Linked DNA regions of Hordeum vulgare: region 1 is linked to region 2. Evidence: chromatin contacts called from public Hi-C data. All regions are on one chromosome and are shown on one strand. Each heading gives the region's core, a stretch centred on a gene start, on an enhancer-like site or on the middle of the called end of the contact. The rest is flanking DNA. Distances are from core to core; before and after follow the strand shown. Region 1 overlaps LOC123425834 (pre-rRNA-processing protein ESF1-like). Region 2 holds the start of LOC123425833 (ankyrin repeat-containing protein At5g02620-like).

The links. Hi-C and Micro-C count contacts between places; a contact is called where the count stands out from the background.
Region 1: a Hi-C map of leaf shows a contact between it and region 2, with 10 times the contacts expected there. The contact joins the enhancer-like site here to the promoter of LOC123425833 in region 2. A contact is called at or near these places in 5 of 6 Hi-C or Micro-C datasets (leaf, seedling and an unstated tissue) and 1 of 1 datasets of contacts at active chromatin or transcription factors (embryo).

Annotation. Positions count from the first base shown.
Region 1 is chr2H:201,401,208-201,407,043 of MorexV3_pseudomolecules_assembly, forward strand. LOC123425834 (pre-rRNA-processing protein ESF1-like) reads right to left here. Exons shown (of 7, transcript XM_045109575.1): 6 at 4,972-5,687; 7 at 4,338-4,868. The coding sequence ends at 4,622. Among protein-coding and RNA genes, the nearest start is that of LOC123425834, 8.1 kb to the right of the region's middle. Within about 2 kb of position 3,729, at least 2 of the 3 cell types and tissues checked have open chromatin away from gene starts, as enhancers often do. A contact at or near this core is called in leaf and seedling, where this site is marked.
Region 2 is chr2H:201,260,308-201,266,688 of MorexV3_pseudomolecules_assembly, forward strand. It overlaps LOC123425833 (ankyrin repeat-containing protein At5g02620-like), which reads right to left and starts at 1,268. Exons shown (of 3, transcript XM_045109572.1): 1 at 411-1,268. The coding sequence starts at 720.

The DNA.
Region 1 (5,836 bases), core at 2,479-4,978, 140 kb after region 2:
AATCACCTCTTCACTATCCACACAAACACGACAATCAAAAATTTCCTTGACTGGCAAGCATTAGTATACTTGCAGATCAGGAAAACCATGTGAGTAATCTAACCTGTCCAAACAGTACTTCACCATTGACAGTGACCATCTGTTTGCATGACAGTAATCAAAAGTTGCATATGTATTGTAAAGGTAGGATATGTTCACTCCTCCTATATATGTATATGCCATTATGCTCAAAGTCTACTCAGAACAACAAACTTTCTTACCCTCAGGTAACTAAAAAAATGAACAACAATCTTGAGACTTAACTCAACTACATTCTTACATTACACAAAGCAAATAGAGTGCTTTTATTAACTGAAATACAACACATTCATCCTATTACTACACCCAATCATTAACCTATATAATTCATGTACTGAAATTAACATGTGTATATCTGTAAAACTGAACATGTTCAAACTTGCAGCTCCAATCGACAAACAGAAACATGGGACATGTAAAAACAACAAATTTGTTGCCTGATTATTGTCATACAGTTGGCCATTCATAACACAACTCATTCTACACACTTGGATCGACAGCAATAATTGACCCCCACTAATTTAACCCTAATTTGACCGCCAAACACTTGATCATGATCACCACCCCGCAAAATCAAAATTCGTCCTTCCTTCAACCATAATCATCCATCATATCTACTCTACAACTGAAAACACCAATCTTTGCGGTCCAAAATTCATGCCATCACAATGGATCATCTCCTACAGAAGGGGGGGAGGTCCTTGCGACGAGAAGGGGGGAGGGGGGCTCATACCATACTCTCGAGGGAACAATCCCAGTTCCCGGAGGAGCGGCTCCATGCCTCGTTGATCAACGGCGCCGACGCCAATGCTGTCGATGAAGAATCGTCGTGCCGGAGATAGTAGCATGCTCTAGACAGAAAGGGAGGAGTTAGAGAGGGTTTTTGGGCAGCGGAGTCACTTATAGACGAGGGAGGACCGCATTGTGTACATATTGCACCACTCAGTTTTTTTTTTTTTTTGCAAAATGCTCACATGAGAACCGAGTGACAGCCGACGCATGCCTCCTTCCTACGTGGTAGCCGACGCGTCGAATTTCGATCACTTTTGTACCAATATGTTATAGCATCAAAGACGATGTGCCATTTTTATGGGTTTTTATTTATGTATGTATCTCTTATCGCATCAAAACTTTTTGTAGCCCACCTATAATTAACTCGGAGGAAGGTGGGTGTAAGACGGACCGCACCGAATCCTATTTGACACCGTAGGCGCTTGTTAATGTGTATTTTGCAAACGAGTGCATTCAGCACCCCGTGGTGGGCTGACCCATCTCACCCTTTTTCCTTTCAGTTGTGACGACGTAAAAGGAGCAGCACAGCGGGGTATCGAACTCCTGATCTCCACTTCGAGTTAACACACAGTAACCACCGCGTCACGTCGACCAACATGACGACTAACATTCTTTTGCATCTTTTCTTATTTCTTTTTGGCTTTTTCATTTTTCGTTTTTTGTTTTTGTTTTCTTGTTTTTTATTTTGTTTTTCCTTTTTCTTCTTCGCGGCTCGATGATTTTTTTTATAATTCGTGAATTTTTTTCTTCAAATCGATGAATTTTTTTCAAATTCGATGAAATTTTATCAAATTGAATGAACATTTTTAAAAATTCAGTGAACTTTGTTTCCAAATTCGATAACTTTTTGACAATTTGACGATTTTTTTCAATTTTGTAGATTTTTTTGAAAATCCATGATTTTTTCCATTTCTATGACTTTTTTAAAAATTGATGAACTTTTTATCAAATTTGATGAACACTTTTTGAAAATCAATGAACCTTGTTCAAGTTCTTGAACTTTCCTCAAAAATGATGAACTTTTTTCAAAATCCATGAACTTTTTCTAAAGAACGATGAACTTTTATTCAAAATCGATGAACTTTAATTGAAAATAGATGAACTTTTTTCAAAACTTTTGAATTTTTTTCATAACTGAATTTTTCTAAAGAACGCTGAACTTTATTCAAAATTGATGAACTTTTTTAAAACTTATGAACTTTATAAAATTGAATATACCTTTTAAAAAATGATGTACATTTTTCAAAATCGATGAACTATTTTTCAAAATTGATGAACTTTTTCCAAATTAGTGAACTTTTTTGAAATCATTGATATTTTTTTGTAATTCATGAAAATTCTTTGTATTTGTGGTTTGTTTTGAGTTTGTGAAATTTCAAATTTTCTTCACATTGTTTTTCAAAAATCATGTTTTTCTAAATTTCTATATGCAGTAAATAGCGGGACACAGATTTTTGGGACATGCGGCTACGCGCTACCGAAATCCCAAACGTCCATAAGCGCAGCATGGTTACTACTTAATATAGGGCCGTGCTCAATACTTGGCGCATTATTCATGTTCGCACAAAAATACGTCGCAGAATACCTCACATGAGTGGGCCAGAGGTCACTTATATTCGTACATATACCGGCTTGGCTGGTAGCGACTCCTCTGACAGGCCGGGTATGTTATAACTGCTCTGGACATGGGCAATCATCCATAAGAGCCGGTCTCGCTCATGGTGTGGACTGTATTTTTTTTCTTCAAGTTGTGTCGTGTAGAAAAGCAAAGGAACAAGAGGAGATGACTTCAGCAGAAATGGAGATTAACAGGCTAGCGTATCGACACTACACTTTATTCGGAGTCCTTTGTTTATTTTGTTAGGACTGAACACGTTGATCTTGTCCGACCCTTAGCATGCCAGACATTTTTTGGGGTGAGTTCTGCATTGGGGTGCTTAAGGGGAACGTGAGAGTTGTGTGTTTTTCCTGATTCGACGGTTCTTTCCACCTATTTAGGTAGGCTCGATACCAAGCGAGATGGGTTCAGCAGAACAGAAGCACAAAGCTTCGAACTCAATTTGATCCTTTGATTTAGATCCTTCAGCATGGCATTAGGGCTGAGTTAAGTTTCATTCTTGTGGTATTGGCATGTGAGAGGTTTCGGTGGATATTCTAGTTTGGACTGTTTTAGGGGATCATGGGAGACGAAGGTTCATCTATGATGAATGATGATTTTAATCATTTCAGGGTTCCTTGATTGCCTGCCATGCATTTACAACGGGGGTGACAGACATTTAAAGAAATGTCGGCAACATGTGGGAATTGTATCATGGATGAATCTTGATTAATTTGTGAGGAGATTACCATGGTTAGATATTTATGTGCTTGCGATGTTTTGTGTGTGCAGCTAGTCTTTGTCAGGAGATTATCATGGTTAGATATTACCGGAAACCTTGATTAATTTGTAATGTTGAAGGAGAAACTGAACTCATCCTGCTACATGCAACGAATTCTTTTTAGCTGGGATGTGTACACGAGATGGATGAGAGAAAATCGATGTAGAACTTACACCGTGACATCCATCCATCCATAAGCACCGGCCACGCTCATGGCTTTCACACTGATGGAGGTGGTGTGGCGCGCGTTGGGATGAATTCCTCGAGAGCTGTTTTTTTTGCTCTATTAATGATTTTCCACTGTGCTGCGTTTAATGGAATGGGACAGTGTCAAAACCGGCCCAACCAAGGACGTGCAGGGTGTGGGATCAAATCTCACGAGAGCTGTTTTTTGCGCTATTAATGATTTTTCGCTGTGCTGCTTGTAGTGGAATGGGTCAGCATCAAAACCGGCCCAACGAAGGAATGTGAAGGCGTCAAGTTACCTACTCGGTGCTGAAGGCACCAACTATGGGTTTTCGTTCAGTGATGCTAATCCACGGGCAGAAGATACTTGGATTTTGTTTGTTTTTCTTCCGACATTTATCTGGATTGGTCATAACACGTGCGAGTGCCACAAGATAAATAATCTTTTTTGTGCAAGAAACCAACATTCAGTATAGTTGGATACCATAACAGCGAGCAAGAAACCAACATTCAGCATAGTTGGATACCATAACAGCCAGTAAAACACAACCCTTGCAAACATGCCTGTTGCACATGAACGACTGTTTTTTGCCCTATTAATGTTTTTCTGCTGTATTACGTGTAGTGGAATAGACCAGCATCAAAACCGACCCAACAAAGGAACGTGCAAGGCGTGGGATCAAATCCCCACGAGCTGATGATTTTTCGTTGTGGTGTGTGTAGAGGAATGGATCAACATCAAAACCGGCCCAACAAAGGAACGTGCACGCACCAAGTTACCTAATCGGCGCTGATTAGGGGTTCCCGTTCAGTGATGCTAATCCAGGGGCAGAAGATACTTGGACTTTGTTTGTTTCTCTTCCGGTACTCACCTATATCTAGATTGGCCATAACACGTGCAAGTGCCACAAGATAAATAATCCATTTTGAGAAAAAGCCAACATTCACTATAGTTGGATACCGTAACAGCCAGTAAAACACAACCCTTGCAAACATACCTGTTCCACATGAACGACTGAGAAAACCTTCAGGGTATTTAACTAGCCTAATAGAATTTTTAGTCCAACCGGATCATTGTGCTATCAAAGTCCAAAAATGGCATATCATCAAACCTTCAACCTATTCTGAAGGCTACTGAGGCATTTTTCATCAGGAAAGCTATATCAGGCCAAAGACGATCATCTTCTCTACCGTTCACTCGTGCTGCTTCCTTTCTTGAACGCTGTGAGGTTCCTTTTGAGGGACTTAACAGCAGATAGCATTTGTAGCTTCTCCGTAGACGCCCCGTCATGTTTCTGCTTGGTCTTCCTAGTCGATGCATCATCAGCTGGCAATGTACTCCCCGGAGATGACTCCTCCACAGGTGGTTCACTATCCAATGTGCCTGCACGCACACCCTTCTTCCCAGTTTGCTTTCGCTTGAAGTCGGCACTCCTGTACAAAACCATTCGCAGTCAGCATCAATAACACTAATGCAGGTCAAGCAGATTATACAATAGTAGGATGGGTAAATGAAGGTGATGGATGCTGGTAGTACCTCTTGTACTGGGGATCAGTAGGATCCAGTGCAAACAGATGAGACGTGAACATGGGATCAAACCTCTTGTCATTGGTAAGGTCAATATGAGGATGTTTGTCCTCGACAGAATCCTTGCCCTTCTTGCCCTTTTTACTCTTGCGTTTTATGTTATAGCCCTTTGCACCATTGCCTGCATCCTGATCAGCAACCAGGAGCTCCAACTCTTCTTTAGTTGCTTCTGGTTCGAAATGTTCCTCTGGAAGCTTGTCCTTTCCTTTCCCTTTTTCTTTATCTTTGGCTTTAACCTTCTGCTTCTTCATTGGCTTAACGTCTTCATCAGACTTTTCATCCTCAAAGAAATCTTCATCTTCATCAGCACCATCTTCGTTGCTATCGTCATCATCATCATCATCCTTCGACGACCTCTTCCTAGCTTTCCGCTTTTCCTTCATTTTTTCTTGGTGCATCTCCCAGACAGTCTTCTTCTCGCTGCTCTTTCTCTCAAGGATACGTTTGCTAAGGTCCTCAAGCTCCGTGTTGAATGTTACCTCCATGTCCTGGTCATCAGCTTGTTCCTCATCCGATTTATCTCCTTCTAGTAAAAGAGCCATCCGCTCCTTATGTGTTAACTTTCTTTTCGGTACTCCATTTGGTCGAGGCTCATCCCCAGAATCAGCTACATCATCATCTGACTCACTGTCATCACTAGCTAAAAATACACCAAGGTCATCTAACTGGGACAACAAAAAAAGATGTTGAAGATGTCAAACCAAAGAAAAAATAGAAGGACAAGAAACAATGACAAATAAATTGAAAGATTTCATAAGAAAAGGGTAGAAAATGCATGTCATCAACATAATTCACAATTGTTCCAAGAAGATTA
Region 2 (6,381 bases), core at 18-2,517:
GCCGTAGCGAATCATACCGGAGCTGGACTGGGCACGCGGGGAGGGATTTGTCCGAGGTGGGGATGGCCAAAGCAGTGCCGCCGTCGAGCTCCGACTGGGCAGTGGTGGCGGCAGCTTGGGTGCGCGGAGAAGTCACGGACCTCGATTTGGCGGAGAAGCCGACGGTCTGGGCCCGTGTGATCGGCCTGGAGAGTGGAGAGGAAGCGGCGTCGGCGGCGGCGGCGACGACCGTAAGACGCGGGGAACAGGGAGCAGGGGAACGGGGAGTCGAGCGATTCCAGGGAATATCGAGGCCTGGGCTGACAGTCGAGCCCGAGTGTCTAGGCCACCCAAGTGGCATTCGGGCCAGCCAATGCCAATCACGAATTTCCAGCCTCCAGTCCAAGTCCAAAACAGGTTGATGTTCGTACCTTCGCTAACAGTCGCCGCAATATGCAGAGCAGTCCGTCCCTCCGGACCAGAAAACGACGCCGGTGAGGGTGTTCCGTTTTCTGACGGGCGTAGCAGCGCGTGGACCGTCTGGACCGAGTGAGTCGCCGCCGCCAGGTAGAGCGGCGAGACACCATCGTCGCCGTCCACGGAGGACAGATGGGGAGCCTCCGTCATGAGCAGATCCACCACACCGGCACGGCGGTGCCGGACGGCTTCGTGCAAGGCGGTTGCGCCCGTCTGGTTCCTGGCCCGCAGCGCGGACTCCTCCTCCGCCCCGCCGGCTCGCATCCTCGGCAGGAGGACAGCCGCCACGTCCGCGTGCCCGAACCTCGCTGCGCAGTGCAGCGGCGTGTCGAGGCACTTGTTGCGCGCGGCGACAAGCGAGGGTGCCCTCTCGCAGAGGAGCGCCGCGAGCTCGACATGGCCGCGGCTGGCGACAAGGTGCAGAGCCGTGTTCCCGTTGCTCGCCACGCCCAGAAGGAAACGGCCCGGTGCCGCGCCATGGACGTTTACCGCGACCTGGCCGTCTATTTGCCCGGCACCATGGTCTTGTCTGCTCAGTATCTGACCTTGTCGCCGGCGGTCAGCACTTGCAACAGCTCCGCGTCGAGCGTCATCTTCTGGTGACGGCCAAATTCTACCGCCGCCATCTAGTGACCTGCAATGCTATTTGGGATGCTAGCTCTCGTCTCTAGTACTACTACATATTTCCTTCTTTTTTTCGTTATATGGCAGTGTTTTGAAGTTGGCAGAGTTGCCAAGGACAAGAGAGACGACTCGGCTCCCTCTTCCTCCGCTGAACGTCTTGTATATACGAGATACTCCTTGGTCCTATAATATAAAATCGCTTTTTACACTACACTAATGACAAAAACGATTTTATATTATTGTACGGAAAAACATTTTTATATTTTAAAATGGAGGAGTAATAAAATATACACATTCTACGCCTCGTCGCCAGAAGTGAGGGAATTTTGATGATGTATTTAAGAAAAACTATTCAAATGCATGAGCTATTCCACAAGGGCTTCAAAATTGGCCAACACTGTTTGCGCTGGGCCTCCCAATGCTAGGAGCTATAAAGAAACAATGAAGGCTGGTTAAGGACAGTGACCTCGCCGGGTTGAAGAAGTATGGGTAGAAAAAGGAAGCCACATCAAACATCATAGGACTGGATGGCCGGTGGCCGGCCGGGGGCCGGCGGCGCAATAGCGTCAGCAGCCACGGGCATGGCAAGGTGCAAGTGTTGGACGACGAGTGAAAGGTGGGTATTGGTAGGAAAGGAGTTAATTATATGCCCTGTTTGGATCCTAGGGTTAGAGTTAGAGTTGGTTAGATTGAACTCATTTAACCCTCAAAAATCCAAACAGGGTGGGTTAGATGCATCTAACCCATCCCAAAAATCTAACCCACCCAAGAGGTGCTTTTTTGGGTTAGAGTTAGGTGGGGCCTAGAAAAAGTTACTTTTCTCTCTCCCTCCACCACACAAAATCCTAGATAAAGGAGCCAAATGATTGGAAAAAGTGCATTTATTGACAATCTAACCCTTCCATCCAAACACCTCTTTGGTTAGAGTTAGTTCAGGGTTAGTCTAGAGTTAGAATCTAACTCTAACCTCTAACCGAGTTAGAGTATCCAAACAGGGCCATAGGCGGGGTACAAAAACTTTAGCTACGGTAACGGATTCATATATAAACAAAAAGCAACATAAGAGTGGTACATCATCTTTGATGCGGACTCATTAAGACCCAAATCACACGCAAAGTTGCCACATGGGCTGCCACGCACGGCTGGATCGACCGAATCTGTCAAGGGCATTTTTGCTGATAACCCCTCGAAGTATGTTTGAACTAACCCGTGGCTCAGTTCTATCTATCCCCGACTCTCTTCTCCAAATCCCTAGCCTAGCGTGGGAAGGCAACGACGTGTCAGCCCCTCTCATTCCACTAAAGCCCGAGGGCATGGCGGCCAGATCCCGCCATGTGCCATTGAGAGAGAACGAAGACTTCAACCAAGTATCATGCACCGATGGTGGCGTCACGAACGGTGTTGTCAAGGAAGTACCATGCACCGGCGGCGGCGACATGGACGGCGAGTGGATACTAACCTCAGAGCTCATTTTTGGCACAAAAAAGTGATGAAGGTGCGTTCTTTCTCGATTTCTTGCTATATTTTTCTTGTACTTGATGGCTCTTTTCAATTAGGGGGCTCACAAGATTGAATGTGAGATTAAGCAACATGGTACAACTGAATGTGGGTGCAAACTGAGGCCAGTCTTTAGGGTTTGTAATGAAGGATTTGATTCAGGCCGACGATTTATGAGTTGTTCATATGAGGTATAACATAGACAATTTTGTATTGTCACTCAATTTTGCATTGTCCCTGAATTTTGCATTGTCACTGAATGTGTTTGTGTAATTTGAAATGTATAGGGGCTAAACTCATGTGGTTATTTGAGGTGGACAGATGATGCATGGCAGGGAAGATCGAGGATGGTAATTCAAAAGCTAGCAGATGACAACAAGAAGATGCAAATTGTTGTGTTTGAGAAGGAACGGGGAATTCACAGGATAAAGAAAGAGAGAAATAAATCAAATGAGCAGAGAAAGAGCATGGAAAATAGATTTGTTTGTAGTGGTTGTTGCTAGTGGTGTGGCTTGCACTGTTGTTGCAATGCTAAGCAGAGCTATTGTGTGACTTATGTTGTAGGTGAAATGCTGAAAAAAAAATGCAATTTGTATATGGCGATTTATGTATTTGTTTATCTGCAAATGTGATAAGTTTTATTGTCCAAGTGAAAGAAGCTCTAAAATGCAAACTGAAATCAAATCCTTGAGCACAAACATACTTGAGCACCAACATGATTAACACTAAGTAGAGATCCCACTAACATTAAGCACTAACCACTTAGCACTGATAGGAGCATTAGCACTGATTACGACTAACATTAAAACATTAACAACAATATAGAACATAGATAGGTGCAGGTGAACCTTTTGAACTTTCTGAACTTTACGCCTTGTTGGATGACATGTCGATGTACTCAGGGGAAGGATGGTTGCAGCTTGGCCCGAAAGCATGGATGTCACGCGCTTCACCTTGCCTTATCACCATGGTGTCACGCGTGCCATGATGGCTTGCCACAGCTTCCCTCACTCTAGGAGGGTATGCATCCACACGAACCATGAGTCCGAGGAGAGTGGCATGCTCCCTCACCGCAGTGCCGTAGGAGTTTAGCACGGCGGTCTACTGATCAACGACGGGCACCGCGACTAGGAGCGAAGGTTATGGCTGGGGATGGAGCGGAGTGGCTGGCCATGGCTCCCATGGCTGGGGTTGGAGTGGAGCGGGTGTCCATGGCGCTGATGGCTGGGTCTGGTGCGGAGCGGCTGACCGTGGCTCCCATGGCTCTCGCTCGGGATCCTAAGGAGATGGATTGGGCGGCGGAACATGAGTGGAAGAGGAACTATGACGGGTGATATGATCTCAGGTTCCAGTGATGGTTGCCCAGGTGGTGATGAGCTTGTGCGACATTGTTGTGGCTCTAGCTTGGCATGAATTTGGCGGTGGTGACCATGTATTTTGTAGATGTCGAGCGTGGCATTGGCGGGAAGAGGAGAACGAGGGAAGAGGCAATGTCGGGAAGAGTGAGTGGCGGGAAGAGGGAGTGGTGGGGAGAGAGGCTGGCGGGAAACGACGATGTCCCACCGGCATACGGATGGTGTCGTGCGGAGTCTTGTTTGGCCACACGTGCTAGGAGATGCAGTGACTGTTGATTTGGGATCGGACAACCAAGATGGATAATAGGTCTCTACAAGAACTGTAGTTGGTATGTTTTGCTCAAACATCCTCTCCGAGCGTAGTGGTACGCACGCAATGGTACAAAGTCAGGTCCTGGGTTCGAGTCCCAGGATCACCCAATTGTTTTGTTATATTTCTACAATGTTTGTTCTTTTTGATATAGACCACAAGATCACATTGTTACTGTAGAGATAACTAAAAGCAATATCATATTTGCAAATTTAACAAGATAACAAGATCATAGAGCTAGCAGAAAAAACACAACACAACAAAATAAAACACACATAGTAGATCAAAGTTTTGTAGATCCTTCATTGCATAGTAATAAGGTTTTGCATTACAAAAAAGTGTCAAAGTTGCAAGCTTCTAATTCATACATGAACTGGGACATTCTTGCAGTTCAGTGATGAACTAATTGAGCTTATGAACTAATTGCAGATTAGTGATGAACTAATTTTCTCGAGACTTAGGGGCATTTTGTGTCACTAGAATATCTTCATTCAAGTCTGGGATTGCATTCCATGTCCCATCATGTCCAAACATTAGTTGCCATAGAGGATAATCTTCCACTCTTCTCCATCCTTCTATGGCACCTCTTCCAGCAGCTCCTTCTGGTCCAACTCCTCTTCCACCTGTTGCTTCTAGTCCAACAACTCTTCCACTAGCAACTCCTCTTGCTCCAGTCCTTCCACCAGCAGCTCCTCTTATAGCAGCATCTCCTCTTGCTCCAGTCCTTCCACCACCTCTGTTTTCTTCTTTGCTTTGCGTGCATTGGCGCTTGTTCCTAGCTCATCTACATTTGTAAAGTGTAGTAAATTCAGAAAATGGTCTAATTCTTATTTCATGTTGTGAACTTAGTAGATGTTCTAATTCAGTGAGTACCTGCATTTGGTTCCACTTCTGGTGTTGCCCTTCTTTTGCCTCTGCTTGTCATAATTGTTCTTCCTCTAACAGTTGCAGTTGTATTTGTTCTGCTCTGGGGGGTCAAATCCCTGTCATCGTCCATAAAACTTGATTCCTTTGGTAGAGGTCCATGTGGCACCATCCTTGTCACATAAGCCCTCTCCTACATTTAGTACAACATCCAGTGCAATAGTCAATGCATAATTGAATGTAACATTTAGTTAAATTCAGTGAAATGCACGTAAATACCATGTCCCATTTTGTACACCATGTTGGTCCTATCATTGATTTGATCCAACCTATGGTTGTTATTCTAAATCAGTATATCATGCACATGAAAATTAGGTCAGTACAAGAATGGAATGAAGTCTAGTAACCTACAATATAGTACATAAGTTGAAGTAACCTAAAGAATTTCAGGACATGCAAACTCATCCTCCACTTTGAATTATGGATCCTGCATTTGCTTTTCAATGTATGTGCCATGACCCCTTTTGTTGTGATCAACTTTTCCACAGACTAAACAATGCATAGTCACACCCTTATTACTAAGATAAATTGTGCCATCCTTCTTCTTCTTCTCTTCTGGATTTTACCTCCTTTTTGTGGCTGACTTTCCCATGACCTTAGTAAACACAGGGGGTGGATGTATATTCCATTTAGTTTCTCCCAATTGGTCTTGTCTCTAAGAGGCATGATTTTTTTAGCATAGGCTTTCAATTAAGTTTCAATGGTGTAACATTTGTGCACCAACTCTTCAGGGTCAATCCTCTCAGCTCTACAAAATTCTACAGCATGAGGACAAAGGATTCCACTTAACCCCTAGCTCTTAGAATCACAGCTTCTACCAATGATGTCAACTATGTATGAGTTTGGTCAATATAGCACATGGTAAATGGCATTGCCAACTTCTCTTGGAAAACAGTTGGCACTCAACTCATCATTCTTCTCCAACTTCTTCCTAATTTTTGGACAAATTCTTCGAGTCCACTTCTCCACTGCTTCCTACTACCTCTTGAGTTTGCGTTGGTTTTCCCTTGAAGAGGAAAGGGTGATGCAGCGAAGTAGATAAGTATTTTTCTCAGTTTGTTGAGAACCAACGTATCAATCCAGTAGGAGGAGCAAGCAAGGCCCCAATCGTAGTACCTACACAAATAATCAAACTCTTGCACCCAACGCTAAAAAGGGGTTGTCAATCCATTCAGAGTTATTTGCAAGGATGAGATCTAATAGAGACAGATATAA